Regions from separate parts of the Drosophila melanogaster genome. Here region 2 is linked to region 1. A link is a contact called in public Hi-C data. All regions are on one chromosome and are shown on one strand. Each heading gives the region's core, a stretch centred on a gene start, on an enhancer-like site or on the middle of the called end of the contact. The rest is flanking DNA. Distances are from core to core; before and after follow the strand shown.

Region 1 (7,742 bases), core at 1,494-3,993:
CACCATCTGGAGGAGGCCCAACGCATCCTAACCGTCACCCACGGCCGAGATCACAGACTGCTTACTGAGCAGCTATACATGCTCGTTCTACAAGCGCGACAAGAGGCGCACTAATGGGATTTAGTTGTTTTTATTCATTTAAATAAGTCTTAAGTTAAATATTGTGTTGCGTTGCGGGAAGAATGGAATGGATTTTTGTGGATAATTACTTTTCTATGTACAACAGAAACCATTCGGAGAATTAAAGATTATCAAATTCTATTACTTTTGGCATTTGTGGTAAACAATTCAAGGAATTAAAGTAAGGACACATTGATGGTGATCATCAAATTTAGACTCCGTTTACCACCTCAAATGTGATGTCTATCCGCCGTTCAACATTCCTCGCTCGCAAAAAAGGCGCACGCGCCCTATACAATCTGCGTAATGGCCTTGGCCCGCCAATCCGTATCCTGGAACAACGCCCTGATTAGGTGCTTTATCTCATCCGACTTGTAGCTGGCGGTCAGCGGGCCGACGCCGTCGCCCCACAGCTCTGTGATCTCCATGAGCGACGCGTTCAGCATGGCCTTCAGTTGCTGCAGCTTAAGCCAAGAGAGCACCTGGACCACCTCGTTTGGTTCGCGGAAAAGCGTGGGCGCCCGCTGGAGCACCACGTCAATGAGATCGCTCAGCTCACAGGCCATCTGTGCGGAAATGTCGCGCAGCGTGAACACTCGACGGATTAGCTCGGCGACAAATGTGTTGATTAGCTCGCAGAAGGTTGCATTGTACACGGTCTCCGGGAGCACATTGGCCCACACGTTCTTCAGCAGCTCCAGCTGGCGAAGGCACTGACGCACCAGCTTCAGTGGACCAGAGCCCAGCGTGTGCGTGCTCTCGAACTCGAACTCCTGCATGATGCCCATCAGGATGGAGGATTGGTAGTCGACCTGCACGCGGAAATGCTGCTGACCGGTGGCCTGCAGTGTCTTGGCCAGCGCCGCCAAGCTTTCGATGCCCTTGTTCGCATGCTGCGCTACCCAGTGTGTGAAGAACATACAATTGTTGTGGAACAGGACGGCCTGCTGTGGAATGCTCTCGAGCAGCTTGCGGTGCACCTTGGGCACCTCATTGATGTAGGTGTGCAGCATGATGGAAATGACGCCGGCTATGGGATCGGCCTCTTGGTCGCCCAGTTTATCCGTGGGCTGGCGAAGAATGCGGTCCATTAGTTTGACAAAGTCCTGCCGGCGAAAATGAATCCATTAGTGCGTAATCAATCGTTTCGTTTAGCGAACGACTTACCTGAGCACTTTTCGAGATCATGCAGCGTGGGAAGAGGAAGGGATCGTTTGCCACTTCGGCTGAGTGGTTGTTGGGCGCCACCAGCACCATGTCCTGCAGATCGCGCTGGATGATCTCCCGCGCCGTTTCCAGAACTCGACGATACATCCGATTGCGGTAGTAGGTCTCGTACTTCTCTACAAACTGCCCTAGGGCTCGATCTTGCTCGGGATTGATGATGAATGAGTCTACAAGCAGCTGCTCCAGCTGGGCGACATCCTCACACAGCGTGGATGTCTGATACTCCTCCGTGCTTTCGGGCACAGCTGGTATCAGGCACTCGTCCACCAGTAATTTCAGCATTTTATCCTTCACATGATCGCCAATAATGCCAAAAACATGTTGGTCCCTGGACACACTGCAGTTGATCCCGGCCAGCGTGTGCAGCAGCAGCCTGAGGTTCTCCAAGACCTGCTTGTAGTTCGGGCGAAGCTGCGCTGAGCTGGGCTCCTTGGTGGCGTAGGAAAGCGACAATCGAACGTAGGTGCCACCATCGGCTTCTTCGCTGTAATCGGCCATCACTGGGCGCATGATCACCGGTTCTATGCAATTGTCCAGCAGGAATTCGCAGAGGCGCGCCGGATTGTAGGGCTCCTGGAAGAGAGCCTGCACAATATCCTGCAGCTGCGTTTGATCCCGGCTCACCTGCAAGGTGACGCAACGCGATGTGGGAAAGGATTTGCACTGCAGCTGCACCAGGCGATCGAAGCGCTCCTGGAGGCTCTGCTGCAGCATATATGCCTGTACATGGTATTTCACCTTGATGGTCTCGTAGCACTCGAGAGCCTTAAAGATGCGTCGAACCTCTGGCGTGGCCACCTGCGCGTCCCCGTCAACGGAATCATCGCCATAGATGAAAGCCCTCAAACGACCGACAAGGTCCAGTAACACCAAGTAATCCTTGGTGGCCTTGGCCTCCTCCACGCACTGGAACAGCTCGTCGATCCTTAGCACATGCTCGCTGACACCCAGACCCAAAAGGATCTCTCGCAGCTGCCTGCCGTTACCCGCCATCTTGACATTCGCCTCGTCCAAGGCGTCCAGTCCCTCGGAACCCAAGTTCTCGAGCATGTCGTGAATCTCGCGATTCAAGGACCCCGACTCCTCCAGAAATATGTCCGGCGACGTGTTGTTGGGCAAAAACTCCGTGTAGTTGTCTTCGATGTGCTTGCGGACGCGCATCTGGAAGCGATTAACGCGCGTCAGCACTTTTAATATGGCCGATTGGGTGGCCTCCACGTTGGCGCACCCGTTCCCATTGCCGTTGAACGCCTCCTCCAGCACATTGAACCGCGGCGCCTCTTCCTCCATGTCCTGCTCTTTGACCAGATCCTCCTTTTCCAATTCTTGCGAAACCCAAGACAACTGGTTTCTGCAATTCCCTGTTGCTACCAACGATTGTTCAAAAAAGCGATAGATATGTGCGGCTGTCTGCTATCGGCTATCGGCGAATTGGCTAGTTGACAAGAATTGGGCTCTTATCACTGGCAGTAGCTAAAATAGTTGTAGATCTAGGTAGCTTTTATTTTTATGTATAAGTATGTAGATACACTGTCAATGATTCATTTTGTCAAATCGGCGTGCACAAATCGTCCAACCACATTTTTGCAAATGTGCTATTCAAGAGCCAAATTATAAAAAAATCGAAATCTTTCTACACCGGCACCTCCGTCGATCGCGCCACTAATCGACATCTGCAACGAATCGATAACAACGCCATTTTTAAAAATACTGGCAGAAATGCATTTGCTTCTTAGCGTCGCGTTTCATTAGTTTAGTTCCTTGATCCAAAAATCGAATTCATTGAGAGTGCCGGGCTGCGCGTGGAGAAGCCGCGTTGCTCCAAAATCTAGACCAACCAAAATTCTAAGTTTTTGTAAGTGCTAACCAGTTGATCAGTTAACCAAAGTCGGACTTGCTGTGCCCCAGAGAAGGTAAGTGGTTGGTGGTGTTGGTCGAGATGGCGGTAAAGGTGATGGAATGTTATGATTGTCCTTCCCTCCCCCTACCCCCAGATGTCCAGCGAGGATCCCAGCTGTGTGGCAGTGGCCTTGCGCGTGCGCCCCTTGGTGCAGTCCGAGTTGGATCGCGGCTGCCGGATTGCCGTCGAACGATCGGCGGATGGAGCGCCACAGGTTACAGTCAACCGGAATGAGTCGTATACGTACAACTATGTCTTCGACATTGACGACTCGCAAAAGGATCTATTCGAGACGTGTGTACAGGCCAAAGTGAAAAAGCTGTTAAATGGCTATAACGTAACAATCTTGGCATATGGACAAACGGGTTCCGGAAAGACCTACACTATGGGCACCGCCTTCAACGGAGTGTTAGATGACCATGTGGGCGTTATACCACGCGCCGTTCATGATATATTCACAGCCATTGCGGAAATGCAGAGCGAATTTCGTTTTGCTGTCACATGCTCTTTTGTGGAGCTCTACCAGGAGCAGTTCTATGACCTTTTTTCGTCGAAAACTCGGGACAAGGCCACCGTAGACATCAGGGAGGTCAAGAACCGTATTATCATGCCGGGCCTCACCGAGCTAGTGGTCACATCCGCCCAGCAAGTGACCGATCATCTGATCCGCGGCTCAGCCGGACGGGCTGTGGCCGCCACGGCTATGAATGAAACCTCTTCAAGATCCCATGCCATATTCACATTGACGCTAGTAGCCACCAAGCTGGACGGCAAGTATGTTGTGGGCCGCCATCACCTCGTTAGAATACTTAATGCTTATACACATTTGACCTCCAATCTCCGATAGGCAATCCGTTACCACGTCCAGGTTCAACCTGGTGGATCTGGCTGGTTCTGAACGCTGCTCAAAGACCCTAGCCAGCGGCGATCGGTTCAAAGAGGGTGTGAACATCAATAAGGGTCTTCTGGCCCTGGGCAACGTGATCAATGCCCTGGGATGTGAGTATCTATCATTTAGCCACTGGCTTGAAAATTGATCTCCATTTTTATATATTCCATATAAATTGCAGCTGGCCAGGCCGCTGGCTACATACCCTATCGCCAGTCCAAGCTGACGCGTCTGCTGCAGGACTCCCTGGGCGGTAATTCCATTACGCTGATGATTGCTTGCGTCAGTCCCGCCGACTACAACGTGGCCGAGACATTGAGCACCCTACGCTATGCGGATCGAGCACTGCAAATCAAAAACAAGCCAGTGGTCAATCTCGATCCGCATGCGGCGGAGGTTAATATGCTGAAGGACGTCATCCAAAAGCTGCGTGTAGAGCTATTGTCGGGCGGCAAGATGAGCAGTTCCTTAATTAGCGCTGTTGGAGCCGCAGGCTTGGGTGCCATTCCCTGTGAGGAGTCACTAGCTGGTTCAATGGCCAATGCAGCCGAGATCCAGCGGCTTAAGGAACAGGTGCGCACCCTGCAGGACAGGAATAGGAAATTACAGCAAGAGCTTCATCAGTCGTTGCTCGATCTCACCGAGAAAGAAATGCGTGCCCACATCGCCGAGCAGGCACACGATAAACTCCGAAGCCATGTGTCGGAGCTAAAGAACAAACTGGATCAAAGAGAACAGGCGCAATTTGGAAACGAAAATACAAATGGTGACAATGAGATGCGTGATTTCTCACTGCTGGTGAATCGAGTGCACGTAGAATTGCAACGCACTCAGGAGGAGCTGGAGTCCCAGGGCCATGAGTCACGCCAGCGACTGAGCAGTCGTTCCCATACAGAAGGCGGGGAAAGCGGCGGCGATGAGGTCCATGAAATGCTGCATTCCCATTCGGAGGAGTATACCAACAAGCAAATGAACTTCGCTGGCGAACTGCGCAACATCAATCGCCAGCTGGATCTCAAACAGGAGCTGCACGAGCGTATTATGCGCAACTTTAGCAGACTGGATTCGGATGACGAGGATGTCAAGTTGCGGCTGTGCAACCAAAAGATCGACGATCTCGAGGCGGAGCGACGAGACCTCATGGATCAGCTGCGCAACATTAAGAGCAAAGATATATCTGCCAAATTGGCGGAGGAGCGACGCAAACGCCTGCAGCTCCTGGAGCAGGAGATCTCCGATCTGCGCCGGAAGCTGATCACGCAGGCCAACTTGCTAAAGATACGAGACAAGGAGCGTGAAAAGATTCAAAATCTAAGTACCGAAATCCGCACCATGAAGGAATCCAAGGTGAAGCTCATACGAGCAATGCGTGGTGAGTCCGAGAAGTTCCGCCAATGGAAGATGGTTCGCGAAAAGGAGCTAACCCAACTAAAGAGCAAGGACCGCAAAATGCAATCGGAGATTGTGCGCCAACAGACGTTGCACTCCAAGCAGCGCCAGGTCCTCAAGCGCAAGTGCGAGGAGGCACTGGCTGCCAACAAGAGGCTGAAGGATGCTCTCGAGCGGCAGGCATCGGCGCAGGCCCAGCGTCACAAGTACAAGGATAACGGGGGCTCGGCCGCTGGCTCCTCCAACGCGAACGCGAAGACAGATTCCTGGGTGGATCGTGAACTGGAGATCATACTCTCGCTTATAGATGCTGAGCACAGCCTGGAGCAACTGATGGAGGACCGGGCGGTAATCAACAATCACTACCATCTGCTCCAGCAGGAGAAAACCAGCGATCCCGCCGAAGCCGCAGAGCAGGCCCGCATTCTGGCGAGTCTCGAGGAGGAGCTGGAAATGCGTAATGCTCAGATCTCCGATCTTCAGCAGAAAGTCTGCCCCACCGATCTGGATAGCCGCATTCGCTCCTTGGCTGAGGGCGTCCAAAGCCTTGGCGAGTCCAGGACGGTTAGTAAGCAACTTTTGAAGACTTTGGTGCAGCAACGGCGTCTGCAGGCGTCCAGCTTGAATGAGCAGCGCACAACGTTGGATGAGCTGCGCGCGCAGCTACTGGATGCTCAACAGCAGGAAGATGCGGCAAGCAAACGCCTTCGTCTGCTCCAATCCCAGCATGAAGAGCAAATGCTGGCGCAACAGCGCGCCTACGAGGAAAAGGTCTCCGTTTTAATCAGGACAGCCAACCAGCGATGGGCTGAAGCACGGTCCCCGGCGGAGGATCAGCAGCGCAATCAGATCCTCGAAGAGCTGCTCAGCAGCCGAGAGGCACTGCAGCAGGAGCTGGACAAGCTTAGAGCCAAGAACAAGTCAAAAAGCAAGGCAGTTAAGTCCGAGCCTCAGGACTTAGATGACAGCTTCCAGATAGTGGATGGCAACGAGACAGTGGTACTAAGCGATGTCAGCGACGATCCCGACTGGGTGCCATCCACATCGAAATCCAAGGTGAGTTTGCATTTGAAGTTCGAAAACTCCTGAAACTAATTGTTCCACAATTTTTTTTTATTTTTTTTTTGACTTCGCCGCAGAGGATTCAATCCGATAGCCGCAATGTGATTTCACCGCCAGAGAAACAGGATGCCAACGTGACGTCATTGGGCAATTCATCCATCCAATCGCTGAACTCCACATCCGCCACAGAGGATGGCAAACGCTGCAAGGGTTGCAAGTGTCGGACAAAGTGCACCACCAAGCGTTGCGGCTGCCTTTCGGGCAACAATGCGTGCAGCGAGACTTGCGTTTGCAAGAGCAACTGCCGCAATCCTCTAAATCTCAAGGATCACGCTTCGCAGTGCGGGGATGGCGATGGCCAGAAGGATGAAACGGAGGATGCCGACAAGTCCGATGATGACGGCGACGACGAGCCCCAGACCTCCAAGGAGAACGCGGTGAAGTTCGTCACTCCAGAAGCGCCCGGCAAAGTTGTGGCTTCGCCAAAGCAAACGCTTCAGGAACCGAAGGCCGCGGCCACACCGCTGATGAACTCGAACGTAGTGGAAGACATCAATGGACCCAAGTTGGCTAAGTGGGCAAGACTCCTTCATTTTTTACGTTCCAAATGCAAGCATTCGATTTCATTTCGCAGGATGTCCGGACTGGCGTTTGACACGCCCAAGCGGAAATTCTTTTGAATTTGGAGAGAACGCCAAACAATCACAGATGTCAACGGAGGAGCAGCAAAAGAGGTGCCGGAAGGAGGAGTCCCTAAATGCCTGACAGCCCATCTTGTAGCTGGATTAGACTCACTTTGCTATGTTCGTTATCTTTTAGGAAATGATCGTTAGGAACTTTATATCAACCAAGACTGTATTACCCATCCATGTTTTATAATTTACCAATATAGAATCCATTGATCTGTATTGATTGAATTCATTCCTGGGTCATCTAAGCTAAACTGCAGAACTCAGATGATTCGAATAACTTAACTTATCACATTTACTTTTCTTACCCGATTTCATTATTTTCGACAGCCAACATCAAAAAAACATGATTACGAGAGAGATGGGTATATTTTTTGAAAAAGGATTTCCCAAAAAAAAAGCAGGCATTTTTTTTTCCAAGGTATAAAATTAGAACCTTACTAGTTTTTGTTTTGTTTGTTTTCGA
Region 2 (7,742 bases), core at 2,896-5,395, 110 kb before region 1:
TGGACGACAAGCGCGACCTGAAGCAGCTAAAGGAGCGCTACCAGAAGTACGCCATGGTCGAGGAGACCACGCTCGAGAGGGGCGAGTATGACGACGAGTACGACGACAGCTACGAGGCTCAAAACGAGGGTCAAGCGCCGCCTGTGAGTCTGCTGCGCGGAAGGCTCCAGGAAGCCGCCTCCAGTTCGGCGTACAACGCACAGGATGAGCTGGAGAACGACGACGAGGAGAGCTCCGGCGGCCATTCGGACCCGGAGCCGTCGATGCGCACCAACAGAGACTTTTGCGAGAATCCAGAGGTGATACGCGCCCGCTACGAGCAGCGCCAGTTATCCAAATACGGCCAAAAGAGTGGTGGACATGGAGCGAGTCCCTCTGTGGTCGGAGCACCCAAGGGCCAGGGGCAGTCCCAGCAGACGCAGCGCAGTCGTGGCCAAAAGGAGGCCCACAAGTCCACTCGTGCCAATCATAATCGCAAGGCAGGAGCAGCCTTCAAGCGCAGCAAGGGCATGATGGGTTAGGCGCAGCGCAGCTCGATAGAGGGGATTTAGATTGAAATAAAATTATCTAAAATTGGTGTATCTGTATTTGCATTTGTATAATTGTCGTTTTCATTTTTGGGGTGCCATTAACAAGAAGTTGGCAAACAGAAAATTCTCACAAAAACAAACAAACAATGCCTTCCATTTCTTCAAACATGCGACTATGATGGTTTCTCATATTAAATTGTTTTGATTTCTCATTTGATTCCGTAGAAAAAAAACAGCGACATGCTATTTCAATAGCCACCAGCGTTCCGACGAGACTTACTGTAGTAGTATTCACATGTAATTTGTTAGTTAAACATAAAAGTATATACTAGTTAACACGTAGACTAGCTGACGAACGCCTTCTCGGGATTCTGGGGCTCCGTGGAGCCCCCCATCCCATATAGCGCCATTGTACAGGTTATAGAAGTTTGTATAAAATGTAGGTAGGTATATAAAGTAGGTCACAGCGTGTTCGTTTTCACTGGAGGCTGCTCCATTTTGATGGGGCCGCCTTCCATGGTTGTTCATATAGTACTTATAAAATATATTCTTCAAGTTGTGTGCTAGCCGCTAGACAGCTGCCAGCTATTCCGTGGCGGCTGTCATCTTCGCGAACATTTCGTTGAGTAGCGCCATCTTCGAGGAGTGTGTGACGCCCCCCTCCGCGCCCAGCTTCAAATACTTGTCACGGATGAAACACTTGAACGGTGTCATCGTCCGATCGGAACGGGCGCCCTCGTGCATGTTCGCCTTGCTAACGGGCTTCACGCTCACCTCGAACTGGCAGTAGTAGCAGCGTATGTTGTACGATTTCAAGTCGGCCAAGCCGTAGGAGGAACGGCTGCACATGCTGCACGTATACATGAAGCTAGCTATGCACTCCATGAGGGCGGGCACCTCCGGAAAGGCCATCTTCGCCTGGTAGGTCCTGAGGAATGGGCACAGATAAGTGATGACACATTAAATGTATAGAAAGTAATGATCTTACCATCTGCGGCAGTTGTCGCCGTGACCCAACTCCCGGTTGAACAGGAAAGCCGCCACATGGCACATCTCGTGCAGCAGGAGATAGATAAGCTCGGCCGCAGTGTCTATGCTGTGCAGAAGCAGGATCTGTGCTGTGCGCCTGCCGGAGGCGTCGAAGCCAAGCTCGCATTTCCAGCGCTTCTTCATTGCGTGCTTCCAAACAATGGGCACCTGCAGGCCACAGTGGAAGACCGCGTGATTGAACATGTTGAACAGAACCTTGGCCAGTGCCACCTTAGATTGCTGGAAATTGGTCCGCCGGAAGGTGAGGGCCAGCGGATGGCACATGTTGAGCGAGACTGACGGTCTGAGCGACTGGACGAAACCGTAGAAATGTGGGTGCCGCTCCAGGCGGGCTACACAGCTCTTGTGGCGGCGGCAGTTGGTGGCTAGTTGCTTTTGGCTGGGAAGCTCGCTTAGATCAATGGGCTCCTTGACAGAGTCTGGTGTTTTCTTCTGAAAGCAGTCCAAATTCACCTGGATTATAGAGTCATCCATGTGCTTAGTCTGGAGCTCATTCACGGTCGGTGTGTAGGTATGCGATAAATTCAAGTTGGAGCAAATGGATGTCGGCGTTGTTTCCTGCCATATTCGTGACCTGGCCGATGGAGTAACTGGGCTTGGTGAGGACCTAGGTGATGGATTGGTAACAAGACTGGTCGGTACGTACACATCCATCTCAATATCCCCCCGATCCATATTGTATTCCGACGGATCGAAGAGCTTGCGACGTGATGGAATCAGACCCAAAAACTTGTGCATCTGCGTCTTGAGTTCCTTATCGTCTTCCAGAACGATATTGGGCTGTGGTTTATCCCTAATGATCACGATTTTGCCGCCCAATTCGACATAGACCATCGGAGGTGTTGCCTCCGGCGACGAGCGGCTGCCATCGGGGCTGAAGGCTAAGCTGGTGTTTCTAAAGCTACGCCGTTTGCGCTCCGTCCACTTGAGCTGATCGAAATCTTCTCCCTCATACTCATCGTCGTCGGCATCCAGTGACACCTCGTCGGAGTCCTCCTCGCCATCGCCCTTCGACTGGGAGGAGGAGGAGTAGTCAAACTGCTGGTTCGGACGTGAGACCACAACACGACCACTGCGCGTCACCACGGGTTGATTCGAGGAGATGTTCATCTCGTTCAGATTCTGGTAAGCTGCGTAGTAGCAATTTAGTAAATGGTTTAGCTAGAGCAGGTGCCCCTAAGGTTGCAGATCAATTCGACCTCTTACTCACAAATCTTTTTGGCCAACACATCGCCCTTGGTCTGCGGCGATCTGCGCTTCGCGCCCAGTTTGTGTGTCTTCATGTCGGTTTCAATGGCACTAGGATCTATTGCATTCGCAGTGTTATAATTATTATTGTTATTACTGATTGATCGGCACTCACTGCTGCTGCCCGAATCAAGTGAGAGATCGATGTATGAGGAGTCCTCGGTGAACTCCTTGCGCAGTTCTTCGAAGTCGGAGGAGTTACAGAGCTCGGACGAGTGAAGGAAGCTGCACGCCGTAGCTGAGGAATCATCGGACACTAGTATTATGCTTCCGCTGTCGCTGTTGACGGTCGCAACTGAAGCATTTTGATGGGCTTCCACCTGGGGCTGGGATTGGGGCGTCTTGCACGGCAACTTCAAATGAACCAGTGCCAATTCGGATTGACTGGCCGGCATGGGCGCTGGGTCGCAGCCAATCTGTGCGTTGTCATGGTCCTCTAGTTTCCAGTCCTGGAGCAGGCCGGCCAGAAGGATGTCCTCCGAATTGGCACTTGGCTTCGCGGACATTTCGAATGCGAAATCGAATTCGTTATTTTGTTTGCGGCTTTGACTTTTTTCGATTTGAGGTAGCGGCGTTATTTTCCTATCGTATATCGACACAAATTGCTCGAATGCCAGTGCTGAAAAACAACGGCACGAGAAGCTCTGTAAACGGCAATGTTGACTGATAGCGGGAAAGTTTGAGGCCGGTTATTGGGATGACTTAAAAAGCACAAGCACAGCTAGTTGCCTGCATGAATTTAGCTTGGGCTGCCCGATATCCCATATTCCCATAACCAGACCCACTTACCTTTTTTGGCGTTCGGCTCGTCGTCCCCGCAGCCTGGCCAGAGACGCTTCACGGCCAACTTCGGTGTCTTCCCCTCGCCATGAATGGAACCAGGACCTGCATCATGAAAACGAAATGAAAATGCAGGTGTCAAGTAGATAACATTGTTATTACCTATGTCCCACAGCTTGCGGCTGTGCAGGTTCTGCAATTTTGTGCTCTCCGTGGTGGGCACGTCCTTCTGGCCCTCTCCCGGCGTGGAGGTAAGGAAATCGTCTGAAATCCTTATCAGCGCGCCCGGTATCTGATTGGGTGTGAATAGGACATGGGATTGCGACGCCTTGCACGCGGTTACATGAAATCAACCAAATGGGCTTAGGATTGACTGACCTGGCTGGCGACTGGTTCACATCCTACCTGTACGCCACTATTGTTCAACTGTGCATTCATCCTTTCGTCCGGAATCTTTAACTGCTGTGCAGAGCTCTCGAATGCCATCGTACTGGCAATTTCGCGTCTGTTGCCGCGTTACCTATGTGGCGGTAATAATCGTCTATCGTTTTTCTAATCCTGGCTAGTGATGAAAAACATCGGAGAAAACTTTTGAGCGTATGGGATGTTAGCTATTCCCCGCCAAATTTTGTTGGTCACACTTCGAGCTCTAGTGCTTACTGTTCTGTTTTTATCGATATCAGCCTGCGCGTGTATCGGCCTATCGAGCTGCAAACGAATAAATAAATAAAAATATAAATAAATCAATTGAAAGTGATATTATAAAAGCAAATTAGGACGTTGGGCAGGAAAAAAACGCCGGTAACAATATTGCAGCGCCGGCGTTTAGGTGAAGTCATTCGTTTAGTTGCAGCAACAAGAAATAGCCAGCAAGATGGGACGCCGCTCCATAAACACCACGAAGAGTGGAAAGTACATGAATCCCACGGACCAGGCGCGTAAGTATGATCCTTTTTAGCTCGATATGTTGAATCCACCATGCTGCACCTTTCAGGCAAGGAGGCCCGCAAGAAGGAGCTCAAGAAGAACAAGAAACAGCGCCAAATGGTGCGGGCCGCCGTTTTGAAGAACAAGGATCCTTCACAGATACTTGAGGAGATGGAGAAGATCGACGAGATGGGTGAGTAGTCCATCGAGCCTGCAGGATTCGCGTCAGCCACTCATGCAGCGTCTACAATTTGCAGAGTACAACGTTCTGCAACCATCGCCGCTGAACGAGAAGGTGCTGCGCGACAAGCGCAAAAAGCTGAAGGAAACATTCGACCGCGTAATGCGACTCTATGTAAGACCAACTCGGCACGATAATAGTGTAGTCCACCTAACAACTGAAATATCCATCTTCCAGCACAATGACGAGCCGGAGCACTGGGCGGACCTCAAGCGCAAGGAGGTGGAGTATGAGAAGAAGCGCCTGAAGAAGCAGCAGTACTACGAAAGCGTTAAGCACGCCCAGAGCGTCCAGATTGACGAAATTCCACTGCCCGCTCCGGTGTCTGCCGTGTCAGGCGGTTCTACCGAAACGACTGGCGGATCGGTGGTTGCGGGATTCGGCGCATCCGTTGTCATACGCCTTCCCCCACCGCCCATGACAATGGCACTGCCGCCTTATGCTCCAGGCGCTCCACCAGGCGTGTCCAGAAATAGCGATTTAGCCAGCGAGGCGCAAGTGGAGAAATCGAAGGAGAACGAGCAAAAGGATTGGCTGGGTGTCCCGCCGGGACCGCCGCCAGATCTGTTTGCCTTTTCCGAACTCAATTCCGATGCCGAGGGAAATACTGACTACGATGGTGAGGGCGAGGAGGAGGAGCCAGAGCCATTGAAGAAGGGCAAGGATAAAGAGAAGGACAAGAACAGCGAGGCCACCGAGCCAAATAACCAAAATATCGACGACTTCATGAAGGAAATGGAGCATGTGCACAAGCGTAAGCATCGAAAACTGGCGGCTAAAGAGGACGAGGCCGACAAAAAGCGGGAGGAGGACGATGGGAAAGATATAGATAAGATAGAGGAACGAACATCTGACTCCGATAAGAGAACCGCCAGCAGTACGGACGATGAGGACGACGATGACCAGGATGAGGATGAAAATATGCCCGAAGTGCCGACCAAGCCAGCATCAGTCAAATCATCTACAGCGACACCCGCGCCAGCTCCTCCGACAGCGCCCACATTGCCGACTATTCCGCTGCCACCAGCGTCGTCTGTGCCTGCGCCGCCACAGCTGCCACACCTACCGCCAATTCCTAATCTTGGGCCACCTGGCATAATGTACCGACCTCCACCCATGCGACCTCCTCACCCGGGTTCCGGCTTTGGCATACGCATGCCACCTGGACCGCCGCCAGGACCCAGGGCACCGCATGGCCTGGGACCAATACCGCGCATGGGCATCAGGATGCCACCAGGACCGCCGCCAGGTCTGCCTCCGCGCCTTGCGCACCACAATAAGCAGGGAGGCGGCGCAGGTGCACCAAAGGAGTCAGCCAAGGGTGTGGCCACTATTACAGCCAAGCCACAAATCAGGTGGGTTCGATGACTTTCCGGCGCAGTAGAACCAATTCCCATTACTAAACATTCCAAACTTACTCATTAGGAATCTGAGTGCGGATGTCACCCGCTTTGTACCGTCCACGTTGCGAGTGAAGCGCGAGGATCAGCGACGCACGGCGAGGCCCAGGCATGCGGCCAACGATGGACACCACGCCCACTCCGAGGCGCACAGCAAGCCGCCCACCAAGGATGACGCCTATCTGCAGTTCATGAACGAGATGCAGGGCTTGCTGTAGCACGCAAAAGGAGTCGCGTAGTGGTAGCTGAGTAGTCTAAGTCCTAGATAAAACGTGTCATCCAAACCAATACCAAACCAAACTCGTTTCATTCGCAGCTTGCTACGGACTGAGATTCAAGTAACGAACGTGTGTGGAGTATAATTTGTTTTTTTTTTTTTATTTTTTATTTTATTTATTTCGGTTTTAGTACATATACAATAGATTAAAACATTTGCTATATTTACATGCTTTCAACTCTTGCGACTGTTGACGAATTAGAAAAGGCACACACACGGAATCACTACTTGCCATTGCTTTGGACCGGAGAGGTCGATCCATCCCTGACTGCCTTCTTGCTGAACGGGCGCAGCTCCACGATATCCGCCTTGAGTGCCCGGAAGCTTCTTCGCAGCGAATCCGACACCTTTTTCGTGTAACTCGTGCTGTTGCTGCACTGGGAGAGCTTATCGTCGCCATTTCCATTGCGCAGATCGGCGGCCAGCGGACGCAGCTCATCCTCCGCGGGCGTGGCATCGTTCAGAGTGTTCCGCAGATATTTCCGATTGAAGTGCAGCTGCGGTGTGCCCCACTTGCGCTCGAGCTCCACACCGCCGGCTCCGTCGGCTCCAATGGCCCCAGCGCCGTCGGCTGCAGCCGGATCCTCCTCCGAGTCCGGACTGGCCACATCCGCTTTGGTCACCTCGCCGATGGCCTCCTTGTAGGTGCGCGTAATGATCATGTTGGTCGGCACGCTCTTCACGTTGACGCCTCCATTCGGGGCCTGTTCCAGGTCCGCCGGCTGCGGCAGATTTTGGCGAGGTGGTTTTGCGCGACGCGGCGACTTGACCGCCAGCACACTCACGCGGTAATGAAGAACCTGCCGGGTGGTCGTCGAATGAGTGGATTAGTTAGAATGCTGGACATTTGGTGCTAAGTACTCCCTCACCTTGTCCTGGTCCAGAAAGCGGTTAAGCTCCGTCAGCGGAATGCTGACACATGTGCCCTCCATGAGGATGTCCTTGTCGTACTCGCTGTGCACGGGAAACTTCTGGGTCATGGACAGCGCCTCGTTGTCTGGCAGCAGCACCGTCACCTCGTAGGCGAAGTTGTACTTGCTGTCCCGCCGGTTCGACGTGCAGGTCATGGTGAACAGCACACGCTGGCGGTCGTGGATCTCGTAGAAGTTGAACATTTCGTCGTGCGCCTGGAAGACATAGTAGCCGGTTAACGGTTTCCGCCGCGTGCCTAGATTCCATTCCAGATCAGCGCTGCTTGACCGAAACAGGCGGTCGTCGTGCTGCTCCTCCAGATGCTCTTTCCACTGCACCTCGCGCCCCTGCCAGCGGCAATCGCCCCACACTCGGCC

What was found. Hi-C and Micro-C count contacts between places; a contact is called where the count stands out from the background.
Region 2: a Hi-C map of the Kc167 cell line shows a contact between it and region 1, with 2.0 times the contacts expected there. The contact joins the promoter of CG2694 here to the promoter of Zw10 in region 1. A contact is called at or near these places in 30 of 107 Hi-C or Micro-C datasets (the D17-c3 cell line, the Kc167 cell line, the ML-DmBG3-c2 cell line and 9 more) and 2 of 6 datasets of contacts at active chromatin or transcription factors (both in the Kc167 cell line).

Annotation. Positions count from the first base shown.
Region 1 is chrX:2,599,198-2,606,939 of dm6, reverse strand. Zw10 (Zeste-white 10) reads right to left here and starts at 2,743. Exons shown (of 2, transcript NM_080162.4): 1 at 1,288-2,743; 2 at 116-1,226. The coding sequence starts at 2,637. The coding sequence ends at 411. It overlaps Klp3A (Kinesin-like protein at 3A), which reads left to right and starts at 2,888. Exons shown (of 6, transcript NM_080314.3): 1 at 2,888-3,260; 2 at 3,342-4,021; 3 at 4,095-4,246; 4 at 4,318-6,581; 5 at 6,665-7,161; 6 at 7,222-7,742. The coding sequence starts at 3,342. The coding sequence ends at 7,267. It overlaps Smyd3 (SET and MYND domain containing, class 3), which reads left to right. Exons shown (of 5, transcript NM_080029.4): 5 at 1-260. The coding sequence ends at 114.
Region 2 is chrX:2,710,482-2,718,223 of dm6, reverse strand. CG2694 reads right to left here and starts at 4,145. Exons shown (of 7, transcript NM_166950.3): 1 at 3,987-4,145; 2 at 3,771-3,900; 3 at 3,618-3,713; 4 at 2,944-3,447; 5 at 2,791-2,886; 6 at 1,519-2,710; 7 at 570-1,458. The coding sequence starts at 4,094. The coding sequence ends at 1,116. CG2685 reads left to right here and starts at 4,264. Exons shown (of 5, transcript NM_130667.4): 1 at 4,264-4,546; 2 at 4,603-4,728; 3 at 4,793-4,890; 4 at 4,954-6,131; 5 at 6,202-6,468. The coding sequence starts at 4,483. The coding sequence ends at 6,394. It overlaps CG2681, which reads right to left. Exons shown (of 3, transcript NM_130666.2): 2 at 7,323-7,742; 3 at 6,556-7,253. The coding sequence ends at 6,678. CG2701 reads left to right here. Exons shown (of 5, transcript NM_130669.4): 5 at 1-586. The coding sequence ends at 521.